3 separate regions of the Mus musculus genome follow, and regions 1 and 2 are each linked to region 3. A link is a contact called in public Hi-C and HiChIP or PLAC-seq data. All regions are on one chromosome and are shown on one strand. The core of a region is the stretch at or near the end of the contact, and the rest is flanking DNA. Distances in the headings are between cores, read along the strand shown. Region 1 overlaps Btbd16 (BTB (POZ) domain containing 16). Region 2 overlaps Plekha1 (pleckstrin homology domain containing, family A (phosphoinositide binding specific) member 1). Region 3 overlaps Tacc2 (transforming, acidic coiled-coil containing protein 2).

The links. A called contact is a pair of places that touch in the nucleus more often than the background predicts. HiChIP or PLAC-seq counts read pairs in DNA pulled down with a chosen protein or histone mark.
Region 1: a contact with region 3 is called in a Hi-C map of the N1E-115 cell line, with 3 times the contacts expected there. The contact joins two enhancer-like sites. A contact is called at or near these places in 5 of 484 Hi-C or Micro-C datasets (the HL-1 cell line, the N1E-115 cell line, embryonic stem cells and 1 more) and 1 of 115 datasets of contacts at active chromatin or transcription factors (pancreatic cancer cells).
Region 2: a contact with region 3 is called in an H3K27ac HiChIP or PLAC-seq map of heart atrium, with 5 read pairs. The contact joins two enhancer-like sites. A contact is called at or near these places in 3 of 484 Hi-C or Micro-C datasets (LSK cells, embryonic fibroblasts and stem cell-derived neural stem cells), 1 of 115 datasets of contacts at active chromatin or transcription factors (heart atrium) and 3 of 9 other capture datasets (adipose tissue, liver and pancreatic islet).

The regions. Positions count from the first base shown.
Region 1 is chr7:130,825,551-130,828,897 of GRCm38.p6, forward strand. It overlaps Btbd16 (BTB (POZ) domain containing 16), which reads left to right. Exons shown (of 16, transcript NM_001081038.2): 16 at 1-349. Among named protein-coding and RNA genes, the nearest start is that of Plekha1, 38 kb to the right of the region's middle. Within about 2 kb of position 1,976, at least 50 of the 459 cell types and tissues checked have an H3K27ac peak or open chromatin away from gene starts, as enhancers often do. A contact at or near this core is called in the N1E-115 cell line, where this site is marked.
Region 2 is chr7:130,886,688-130,890,581 of GRCm38.p6, forward strand. The region is part of intron 4 of Plekha1 (pleckstrin homology domain containing, family A (phosphoinositide binding specific) member 1); the gene reads left to right. Among named protein-coding and RNA genes, the nearest start is that of Gm5602, 15 kb to the left of the region's middle. Within about 2 kb of position 1,479, at least 50 of the 459 cell types and tissues checked have an H3K27ac peak or open chromatin away from gene starts, as enhancers often do. A contact at or near this core is called in heart atrium, where this site is marked.
Region 3 is chr7:130,669,887-130,673,779 of GRCm38.p6, forward strand. The region is part of intron 4 of Tacc2 (transforming, acidic coiled-coil containing protein 2); the gene reads left to right. Among named protein-coding and RNA genes, the nearest start is that of Gm39098, 26 kb to the left of the region's middle. RefSeq lists an enhancer at 1-1,132. Within about 2 kb of position 1,620, at least 119 of the 459 cell types and tissues checked have an H3K27ac peak or open chromatin away from gene starts, as enhancers often do. A contact at or near this core is called in the N1E-115 cell line and heart atrium, where this site is marked.

The DNA of each region.
Region 1 (3,347 bases), core at 726-3,225, 160 kb after region 3:
TAGTGTGAGGACCAGTGAGACACTCAGGTACAAATTATATGAAGTATCAAAGCCCCATAATGGTCAGTGTGATGGTTTGTATATGCTCTGCCCAGGGAGTGGCACTATTAGAAGGTGTGGCCCTGTTGAAGTAGGTGTGTCACTGTGGGTGTGGGCTTTAAGACCCTCAACCTAGCTGCCTGGAAGTCAGTTTTCTGCTAGCAGCCTTCAGATGAAGACGATGAAGATGTAGAACTCTCAGCTCCTCCTGCACCATGCCTGCTTGGATGCTGCCATGTTCCCGCCTTGATAATAATGGACTGAACCTCTGAACCTGTAAGCCAGCCCCAATTAAATGTTATCCTTCTAAGAGTTGCCTTGGTCATTGTGTCTGTTCACAAAAGTAAAACCCTAACTATGACACTCAGTAACCCAAATGATATTCTAATACAAGGTCTTAATAACTCAAAATGAATGGGAAAAGAACTTGCTATGATATAGGTGGACAAACAGTCATAAGGTAGACTAGTGCTCAGATTAAAACATAGTGGTCAGGTCCTGTATGTCCCAGCCAGCCTCACTCAGACTCCCTCACCCCCAGAAAAAAAACTATCCAGACTTTCAACTCCACTAGCTAGTCTGGCCAGAGTCTGACTGACTGATAAGCAGAAAAACACCTCAGCCATTGTACTGGTTACTTTTCTTGTTGCTGTGATCAAATATCTGACAAGAAACAACTTAACTAAAAATAAAAAAAGGGTCTGTTCTGGCTCACAGTTCAAGGATGCAGTGGAGTCATGATAGCCAGAGTTTGAGGCAACTGGTGACTGTGCCCCTGCAACTGGTGACAGCTGGTGATGGGGCCCTTGCAACTGGTGACAGCGCCCCTGCAACTGGTGACAGCTGATGACAGTGCCCCTGCAACTGGTGACAGTTGATGACAGTGCCCCTGCAGCTGGTGACAGCTGGTGATGGTGCCCCTGCAACTGGTGACAGTGCCCCTGAAACTGGTGACAGCTGGTGATGGTGCCCCTGAATTGGTGACAGATGGTGATGGTGCCCCTGCATCTGGTGACAGCTGATGACAGTGCCCCTGCAACTGGTGACAGCTGGTGATGGTGTCCCTGCAGCTGGCGACAGTTGGTGATGGTGCCCCTGCAGCTGGTGACAGTTGGTGACGGTGCCCCTGCAGTCAGGAAACAGATAGATGCTGATGTTCAGCCACTTTCTCCCTCCCTTTCAGGCCAGGGCCCCAGCCCGTGGATGGTGACACCCACGTTTAGGGTGGGTCTTCCCACCTCAGTTAACTTGATCTCACTGAGAAACACCGAGAGGCTTGTCTCATAGGTGATTCTTGATCCTGTCAGGTTGACAATCCCTGTTCATCATCACAGGCATCCTTTGTGGCCACACACATTCATCCAACAGCATGTCTAAGATCTGACCACAGTTGCCTGGAGGTACAGCTTACCAGACAGGCATGGAGTGAAGCTCTTTAGAAAAGTCAGTGTTGCTTACCACCAGGTTACTGAAGAATAATGAGAGAAAAAAAATAGGACGGAGGGGACCGCCGTCACTGAGGGGCTAGGCAGGGACACCCTCTGGCATGGTTTGAGGGGGCTCTTTGGGGGGTTTGTTGTTGTTATAAATGGGTTATGCAATGCATGGTTGCAAGAAATCTGTGGGTGATGCTAGAAAAGACTGCAGTCTAGAAGCTTCCATTTCTCAATGAAGCTCCTCATGGTGCCGCAAACATGCATTTGTCTTCCTTTCCAGTACCCTCAACACCCACAAAACATCAGGTTTAGGAATCTATTTTACCACACTGATAAAAAGAAGAAAAAAAGACATCCTCTAATACAGTATCAATACAGCTTCCCTAAGAAGCCCCTTCTCCCATCCCCTTCCCTAAACCCCACTACTACACACACACACACACACACACACACACACACACACACACACACACACACACACACTCTGGAGAACCATTTGTTCTAATTCTGAGAATCCACTCCTGTCCACCAGAGGGCACAGTTGACCTCAAACTTGGGAGCCAGAATTCCAGTGGCTGAAATCGGCAATCTGGAAAAACTCTGTCTTAGAGGTAACTGTCAACTTGACACAGTCCAGAGCCATCTGCGAATGGAGTCTCAACTGAGGACTTCCTAGATCAGATTGGCCTGCATGCATGTCTGTGGGTCATTGTCTTCTTTTTAGTTGATGTAGAAGGGTCCAGCCCACTGTGGGCAATACCATTCCCTGGGCAGACAGTCCTGGGTGGCATTAGAACGTTAACTAAGCGTGAGCTTGTGAATGAAGCAGCTGGTAGACGCCCTTGGTAGGTCTGGCTTTCAGGTCTCCCTTTGAGAGTCTACCCTGGCTTCTCTCAATAATGGACCTGGCAGTGTCAATCAAATGCATCTTTTCCTCTGCAAAATTACTTCTAGTCGTAGCAACAGAAATGAAACTAGAACACACACCTAGAAGCACTGGGTCCTCCTCGCTTAATGGTTAAAACCGAAACTAACACATCTGGCATGAGAGGCGACAAGTTCACCCATACCGTGTCTGAACTTGAGAAGTGTAAGCCTTGAGACAAAAAATTCTCAAGAGGCTCTCAGGAGCTCTGCTCGCAAGGTAAAGCTTCACAGAGTCGGGCTTTACCACCCATGCTTGCAGTGCCCACAGTAATGGGCATGGGCACTGGACAACACTGCATCCTATGTATGCTTCTGGAGCCAACTCTGCCTGCCTTTCTCATCATTCACCTCACCTCCCAGGCCCATGAGAAAGGAAAGGGTTGTGCTGGGAAGTTGGTCCCCAATTCACTTGGTGCACAGCAACTCTCAGGTACCAGCTGACCTAGTGTCGGCTCCTACCTCTGCCACTCACTGGCTATGTGGCTCTAGGCAGTCAGCTAAACTCTCAGCCTCAGAAGCCAACCTTACTCGTCAGTCACTTAAGCACGTTGCAAACACTCGATGAACATCGGTCCTGTTGCTCACTGGCTGCTTGGTGTCATTTTGTACTTGTTGAAGGTTGAAACTGCTGCCCTGTAGGCTTGGTTGCATCCTTCTTGGGGCCCGCTTCACCGATGTAGGATGAGATGGTTGGGCTAGCAGCTCCCTTGGGAGCAGAAGAGCAGCTGAACCCGTGAAGCGGGGGTTGTGGCAATTGGGAAGTAACTTCACCACAGGCTTGTCAGAGTGAGAATGAATTGTGGGCTGGGAGGATGGCTCAGTGGGCAAAGTGCTCGCCAGGCAAGAGTGAGAGTTGAGCTAGAATCCTCAGAACCCACATAAAAAGCCAGATGTGGCGGTGGGTGCCTGTCATCCCACTGCCGGGGAGACCAAGGCAGGGGGATC
Region 2 (3,894 bases), core at 229-2,728, 220 kb after region 3:
GTTTTATTTCCTTTAAGCATATGCCCAGAAGTGGTGTTTAGTTTAGTTTAGTTTTTTATATATGTGGAAAGTAGAGGTAAAGAAAGTAGAAGGGGTCGGGGAAGAAGAGAAACAGTGTGGAACAGGATCCTGGGGTGTGATACTTAATCTTGATTGTCAAGTGGATGGAACCACCATGAAAACAACTCTGTAACAGAGGTGGGAAGATCATCCTAATGTGGGTAGTCTATTACATGTCAGTCATCATTCTCTGCTTCCTGACTGCATACGCAGTGTGGCCCACCACCTCCTCTTCCGGGTACCATGCCTTCCTTCCCTGCTGTGATGGACAGTGTCACCCGGTATTCAAAGCCAGAGTAAACCCTTCCTTCTTTAAATTGCTTTGTCAGATATTTTGTTGTTGCAGTGAGGCAGTAACTAAAACATGGAGCAAGAGAAGGGTCCAGGGAGCGTGGACATACTCCCTGGCACAGTGAGACCTCTTGGCTTTTACAATTAATGGGCATTAATAAATGGAGAAATTTAGAGTGTGTTAAGAGAATCAGTGGTAGGTCAAACAAGATTGCCATCCTCTCTCTCTCTACGTTATAGTGATAGAAGGGACAGAAGTTAAGATTGACCAATTGGTATAAAAAGGGACCATTGAAGTTTAAAGAAAAAGGTACTTTGGGGGCAGAATTAATGTTAATGTTTAAGTTCTTTGCTCTCTTCAGTGTGTAAGAGTGACTTTGTCCTGCAGGTTGATGTTTAGAGCAGTATCTGATGGCAGCCACATGTATCCAATAAGGGAAGCTGTTGTGAACAGACTGAAGTTAGCAACTCAAGAGGCCTACAAAGAAACTCTTGTGAAAATTAGACATTCTCTGCAGATTAGAATTACAGTTACTAAATAAGAGAATGCTTCAGAACCTTGTGATTGAAAGATGTCAGGGCCCATCAACTAACAGAGAACTTTGATAGTTCGAGAGAATAGTATAAACTCACCATCCATAGTCATTGGGCCTAGTTAGAACAGTGATTTTAGTTGATGTCAAAGAGTAAGATGAGCTTCTTGTTAGTCCTTCTGATGGTTTGATAGTCATTCTAAGTGGCAGCATATCTCTAATTACCTAGATACAGTGGGAACGAGAAATACTCCAACCTTACCTTTGATAATGGGAGGGGATTTGAGCAGGTGATACCCAGTGTATAAATATGGAAGCAAACGGAGGAATGGTAGCCAAGTTTGCAGAGCAGAGAAAGACCAATGAAGAGCTAGCCATTTCAGTGTCCTGTCCCACCTTTCTCTAATAGGCTTAGGTAATGGGGCTTGTTTCAGGGACTGGGGGAAGCTACAGTGAGGGGGGACTAAGAACAGGTTCTTTGTTCAGATGTCTTTAGAACAACAGCAACAACAAATAGCCTCTAGTCTCTGTCTCCATCTGGCTCATGTGGGCAGCCACCCTTCCCCCAGCCCAGCAGGGAATGGGATGTGTGGTGTCTCCCGAAATAGAAACTAACACTAATCCCAGAGAAGGGAAGGAATGAGGCACGAAACTGGAAAGGAGGATTAAAGGAGAATCTGAATACTGAATGCAGCCCAGTCCGTGCAGCCCCAGGGAACCTGCAGCCAGCTGCTGCCAGTGATGGGTGGGTAGAGCCATCTCAAGATGCTGACATCTGGATATTTCCACTAGGAGAGCTTGCTGACAGTGAGTGAGCTGTGCAAGGTCGCAACCCCACAACCCAAGTGGGACAACCAGCCTTTTAGTCTTCTTTTAAGATAGTAACAGATGGGCCAGGTTACTTAGTGTCTGAGGAGAGTTATCAGACAGAAAAAGAAACAAGTAATGTAAAACTCAGGAGGAAAAAAAATTTAAAAAGAAACAAAAGGGGAATCAGCAGAAGCTAAAAATGGTAACAGAGAAAGCTGTGTGACAGTCTTACTTATAAACCTTCAGTCTCAGCACTCAAGAGGGTGGCAGGTCCCAGGCCAGCCTGGGCTACATACTGAGCCACTTTCTCAAAATTTAATTAATTAATTGAGGAAGAGAAAATGGGGGATGTGAGAAAGGGCCTAACGTGGCCACACCTGAGCCACAGCCATTTATGGACCATGAGAGAATTAATAGTAAAAAGGAGTCCGATAAAAATGTACTCAGGCCGGGCGTGGTGGCGCACGCCTTTAATCCCAGCACTCAGGAGGCAGAGGCAGGCGAATTTCTGAGTTCGAGGCCAGCCTGGTCTACAGACTGGACAGCCAGGGCTATACAGAGAAACCCTGTCTCGAAAAAACCAAAACCAAAAAAAAAAAAAAAAGTACTCAGATGAAAAGGCAGGAACCAGACCAGCCTCTGACACTATGAGACTCTCGCTTAAAAGGCTTGGCAGCCTGACGGGTCCTGACTTTGTGTTTGTAGTAGTCAACGCTCTCTCTTCCTTTCCCGATCTGCCCTCTTTCCTGCGTGTTATACGCACCTCTTTCCAGTAATTCACGCTCTTTGGAAATCCGAAGATGGTGATAGAGAGGAATACTGTGTCCACTTCTTCTCACTGTCGCTGTTTCTCTGGGAAAGGTGATTGATTCGTACTTGAGGAGATAGGACTCAGACTGTCCTGGAGCCCTGGATCAGCTATCAGCTGTGCTGATTCCTGGCTTCTTAGTTTGTAGCAGATGTCTGTGCCCTTCTTGTCAGAAATAAAAGCATGTGAGATTTTGCTCAAACCACAAGTTATGCCAAGAGTGGCAGGTTTTTTGTTTGTTTTAGTTTTTGGTATTGGGGGCTAGAGATGCAATCCAGATCCTGTGCATGGTTGGCAAACTTTGAGCTATATCTCAAACTGCAAGGAGTTTTTAAATTTAGCTATGTTGGCCTCTTTTTTCCTTAAAAATATCTTCTTATATATTTCTAATTATATTCCTTATATATTTCCTTAATATTTCTCATTGTGTGTATTATACATTTGCTTTGTGCCAGATGTTGCAGTACACAATTAGAATTTTTTTAAAAAATTTTTAAACTTACTATCTTATTTTGTATATATGAGTGCTTTCCTTGCATGTATGTCTGGGCACCACCTGGGACCAGAGTTGCTTCAAACAATATTTTGGAGAAGTTTTGAAAGCATACTGAACTGACTGCTGAAGTTAACAACAACTGCTGTTTGTTGATAGACACAGTTGTGCTGGAACACACACACACATACATATAGACACATACATACATATATACATATATATTTCTTTAAATTTTCCATTCATATAAAAGTACAATTGATGACAGGTTTGTTTTTTGTTTTTTGGGGTTTTTTTTTTTGCTTTTCGGATGAATTTTTTTCTGTGGCATTTCATGGGGTGTACTTTGACTTCTTCTCTGTGACCCTAAGCTTAGCCAGGGAGCTCTGGTTAGAATGCCTCACTCTCAGGCCCAGTTCCAAAGTCTTGTGTTTGAAAAATAATTTTGTTTTTCCCTTGAGGGTTTTCATTTCCTTCTTCTCTTGGTCATATTCATCTGAGTGCTGGTGTATTAATTATTCAGGGTTATGGTGGAGGCTCTTCAAAGTTTTTTGTTTTCATTTGGTTTTGCGACAGGGTCTCTCACTCTGTAGTCCTGGCTGTCGTAGAACTCACTGTGTTGACCAGGCTGACTTTGGACTCACAGAGGCCTGCCTCTGCCTCCAAGAATTCTGGGATTAAAAGTATGTGCTACCATACCTGGCCTTGGAAGTTGATATTTGAACAATTTCAATTCCTACAGTAGTAGTTGATTTTCTTCACAAATGCATATGATATAAATAGGTGTGAAGAGCCCCTTATGGCTTGTAGACAGCTGTTTGCAGATGTGTTTTATGAAGTGGATCATCTCAGGCCCCAAGGGGTCATTTGTAAATTTCATAGAAAGTGTGCCCTTAATC
Region 3 (3,893 bases), core at 370-2,869:
ACACCTTGACTGATGATAAATCCTGACTGGCTGCTAAATCGTGATGGCTTATGTCTTCCCTAGTTGTCAGTTCAATTCTAAAAAAAGTTTAAATTAGATTTTCTCTGTATCTTCCAAATTAGGAACACTCTGCATGAATTTGAATTTGACTTCCTTATTGTTCTCGTATGGCTTGGAAAACATTAATTAATTCCTTATGTGAGAAGAAAGGATCATGGATATTTACATCCAGAGGGACTTTGCATACCTCCCCTGTCCACTCTTTTTCAGAGGACAGTGGGACTACTCTGAAGGCGGCACAAGAAGGTGGAAATGGAATCGAGTCCACTTTGAAGGGCTCTGTCCTCCTGGAGCAGGATTTGGAAGACACACCGGGGGGGGGGGGGGGGACCCAGCTCAGGCTGGGAGTGGTCCTGGGCAGCAGCCCCAGCTATAAAGTGCTGCCTTCCTGAGAATAATGTCTTTAAGATGGTCATTGCTGGTCATGTGAGGCTAAGCAGAGACAGGAGCTGGCCAAGGCTGTTGACCAGGAACTCCTACTGCCTTCCTGTCTCTGCTACAGTGGCCTGTGTTCTCTCAGGAAGCGGGAGGGAGCAGGGAGCACTTAAGGTCCATTTCAGATGTAGGCCCAGGCTCTCTGGGTGTGACTAAAGAGCTGTCACTCACAGTGCCACACTGAGAAGGCCCTGTGCCTGGCTGCTTCTCGAATTCCTGACATTTGTTAGAACATGGAGGGCTGTTTACCCTGCCTCTAGTTACATTCATTTCCATGTAGACTCCATGGCCTTGTCTGCCTTTGCACGTAGGCTCTGGCATTCCCAGAACACAGAACACGTGTCCCTTGTTCAGTGGCCCCAGAGGTTGTGCTGCCAGGTGAGGAATGGAAGGGCCTACTGCTTGTGGAATGTTCTTGAGTGTGCATCACCAAAGGATGGCAAAGACTCTGGCCTCCTCTGGGATACTCCTGGTCTAGCAGGAGAATAGAGCTCACGTTCAAGGAACTACCAGATGTTCAGAGAGCCTGGTAGCCACTGTCTCCCCTTCAGGTGAGGGCTCTACGGCCCCCTCCAGATGGAGGGCTGTATAAGCTAAGGTATGCTTGGGGAATTCGTGGCTTCCTCTGCTATGTGGAGCAGGGAGCTGTGAAGAGGGTTTTAGGTGAGGTAACATCCTTACCAGACTTGAACTGAACCTTCTGGTGGCTGAGGGAACTTGGGGGAATAAACCCTGAGGTATACACTCCTGGATACCCCAGGAGTTCTGCTAAGATGAGGAAGGCCTGGGCCACAGAGGTGACTGGACAGAGAGGACCGATTCCGGAAGAAGGAGGTGACTCAGTGGAAAAGGTGATCAGGGATCCTGAGCCTCTGAGAGCAGGAAAATCTCACAGTCCTGACTTCCGGTGTCAGTGTCCAGCTTGGGAAGAGGAGTAGGATGGAGAGGAGGGAGAGAGGGAGGCGAGGGGCCCGAAGAGGACACAGAGAGAAGGGAGGGGTCAGGAGGGGTTGTGGTGCTCATGTGTGGTAGTGAGTCACTTAGCTTCCCTGTTGGGGCCTGACTACCTCAGTCATGGATGCGCCAAGAACCGGCTACGGTGGGAGGGGAGCTCCCTTCTTAATTGAGCTGTTGAGTCATTTGTTTGGTGCCTTCAGCTAATGGGAACTGGCCAGGGCAGGAAGGGTGTGGCTATGGAGGAGGAGGCCAGTGGAGGGGAAGAGAAGAGAGAGCTGCCTGGTGGTCCTTTGGGAATATACTGGCTTAAGGACAAGTAGGCTGTCCAGACTACTAAACTGAGGGCATGTTGTCGCTGGGTGACCCTGGAAAATGCCCCGTGGTAATAGCTAAAGCCCAAGGGCATCCACGCTTGATCCTCAGCTCTGAGCTGTCCTGGGACCACAGATCTGAGGCCATCTTCCCTACCCTCTGGTAACTTGCCTCACAACCCAAAGGCGAGAACACAATAGTAAGCAACAACCGTCTGTCTCATCAGTGCACCTTTAATGAAATCAGATCTTCCTGGGATTCATAAAGTGTGGGAGCTCAGCCAGCGGAGTCTCTTGAGAAAGCTGAAATTAGACTTGTAATGTGCTTCTTCCCCCTCCCCTTTGAAACAGGGTCTCTCTATGCAGTCCTAGCACTCAGTACTTAGACCAGGTTGACCTTGAACTCACAGACCCACCTGCCTGCCTTTCCTGAGTGCTGGGATTGAAGGTGTGTGCCCATCAGCAGCTGACTTTGCACTGATTGTAAGCATGGATGAAGGCTGTTCGGAGTGACACTCTCTGAAGGAGATTAAACAGCTCCCAGCAGTTTGCTTTGTTCATTTGCAGCCACTTCTCTATATTTTGTTTGGAGACGAGGACTTACTGCGTAGCCTAGGATGACACAGACTTCACGATACTTCTGCCTTGGCTTCCCAAGTGCTGGGATTATAGGTGTGGCCGCCCCCCATACACACACACACACACCGTGCCTGCCTCATCTTTCAGTTTTTATTCACTGTGGATTAGCTTCTAGGGTCCTACAAGGATCATAACTTTTTGGGTTCCACCCTCTCCACCCCCAACCTTGTGGGGCCCTTGAGGAACTGGCAATGTGGCTTCCCACTCTCTCTCAGCCCGAGGACGTGACAGGCTCTCTTTTCACGCGTGATGATGATGCTTGCTGTTCATAGCCTGTCTGAATATTGGATCACTGGGGTGGGTGCTGTCCAATGAGGAAACACAGCTAGTGGGTCTGAAGAGATGATTAGCAGGTAAAGGCACTTGCTGTGAAGTCTGGCAGTCCGAGTCGGTTGTCCACTGATATCCATATGTATGGGCTGTGGCAAATGCATGTGTGTACACACAAACACACATGTGCATGCATGTACATACATACATGTACACACCAAAAAAAAAACAACCCACCACATCTCTCACATCAAAGGGAACAGGAATAAAATAGAAGTTTATTTAGGTTAACCCAAATTCTATGTTTCAACATGGATGTAGCCTCATGATGTTTCTATAGTAACAGAACAAAAGTCATGAATCAAGACAAATTTCAAGTACATTGGTGGGAACGTCAGGTAGGCAAGTACAGCAACATGGGGAAATCTGTTACAGCCTCGGATGCCATCTTAGCTTCTGGGTTGGTGGAAGTAAGTTAGAGGTCTGTCTGTATATTCCAGAAGATTTACCTCGGTCTTAAGGATGTTGGATCCCCACATAGGTGGGTAGTTAAATGTCTATTTAGAAGCTAAAATAGCTCAAGAGACTTTTGTTCTGGACCTGAAATATTCTAACTCTCAATCATTTATTGAGTTCTAATCAGTCTTGTAGGCTCCTGGTTTTCATGGTCTGTCTTCCAAGGGTAGGGAAGGCAGGGACAAGGGCAGCCACTGTAGGCATGGATGTGCTTACGTGATTCAGTTAGGAAGTGGGCTAGATATGAGAGGGTGGAGCCTTGATAGCTTAGCAAGCGAGGAGCTGCCTAGCCAGGAGTTAGGCCTGTTATAGGAACAAAAGAGGCTGGGCAGAGCCATGAAGGGAGGGAAGGGCAAAGCTGGGGTTGATTCTGTGGAGCCTGCTGAATCACCACAGGGCTTTAAGTAGGAGTAAAAATTCCCTTTCCAGGGTTGGGCACCTAACGCAGTGGCTGCTGTCTTTCAGGGCCAGGTTTGGTCTGGAGGCAGAGCCTACAAGGCTGGCTCTGAGCATGGCACGGTGACTCAGAAACCAATGCTCCTATGGCTATTTGCCCCTAAGAGAAGAAATAGACCACAAAACCTCAAACTCCAGCTGCCCCTGCAGCCTGGGTCTCAGGCCCTGCCTCAGAGTCACTAGACTCCAGCCTGGCTCTTGCAAGGCCGTCAGCCGACCAGCTCCCGGCTGACAACAGTGTGGCTGGCT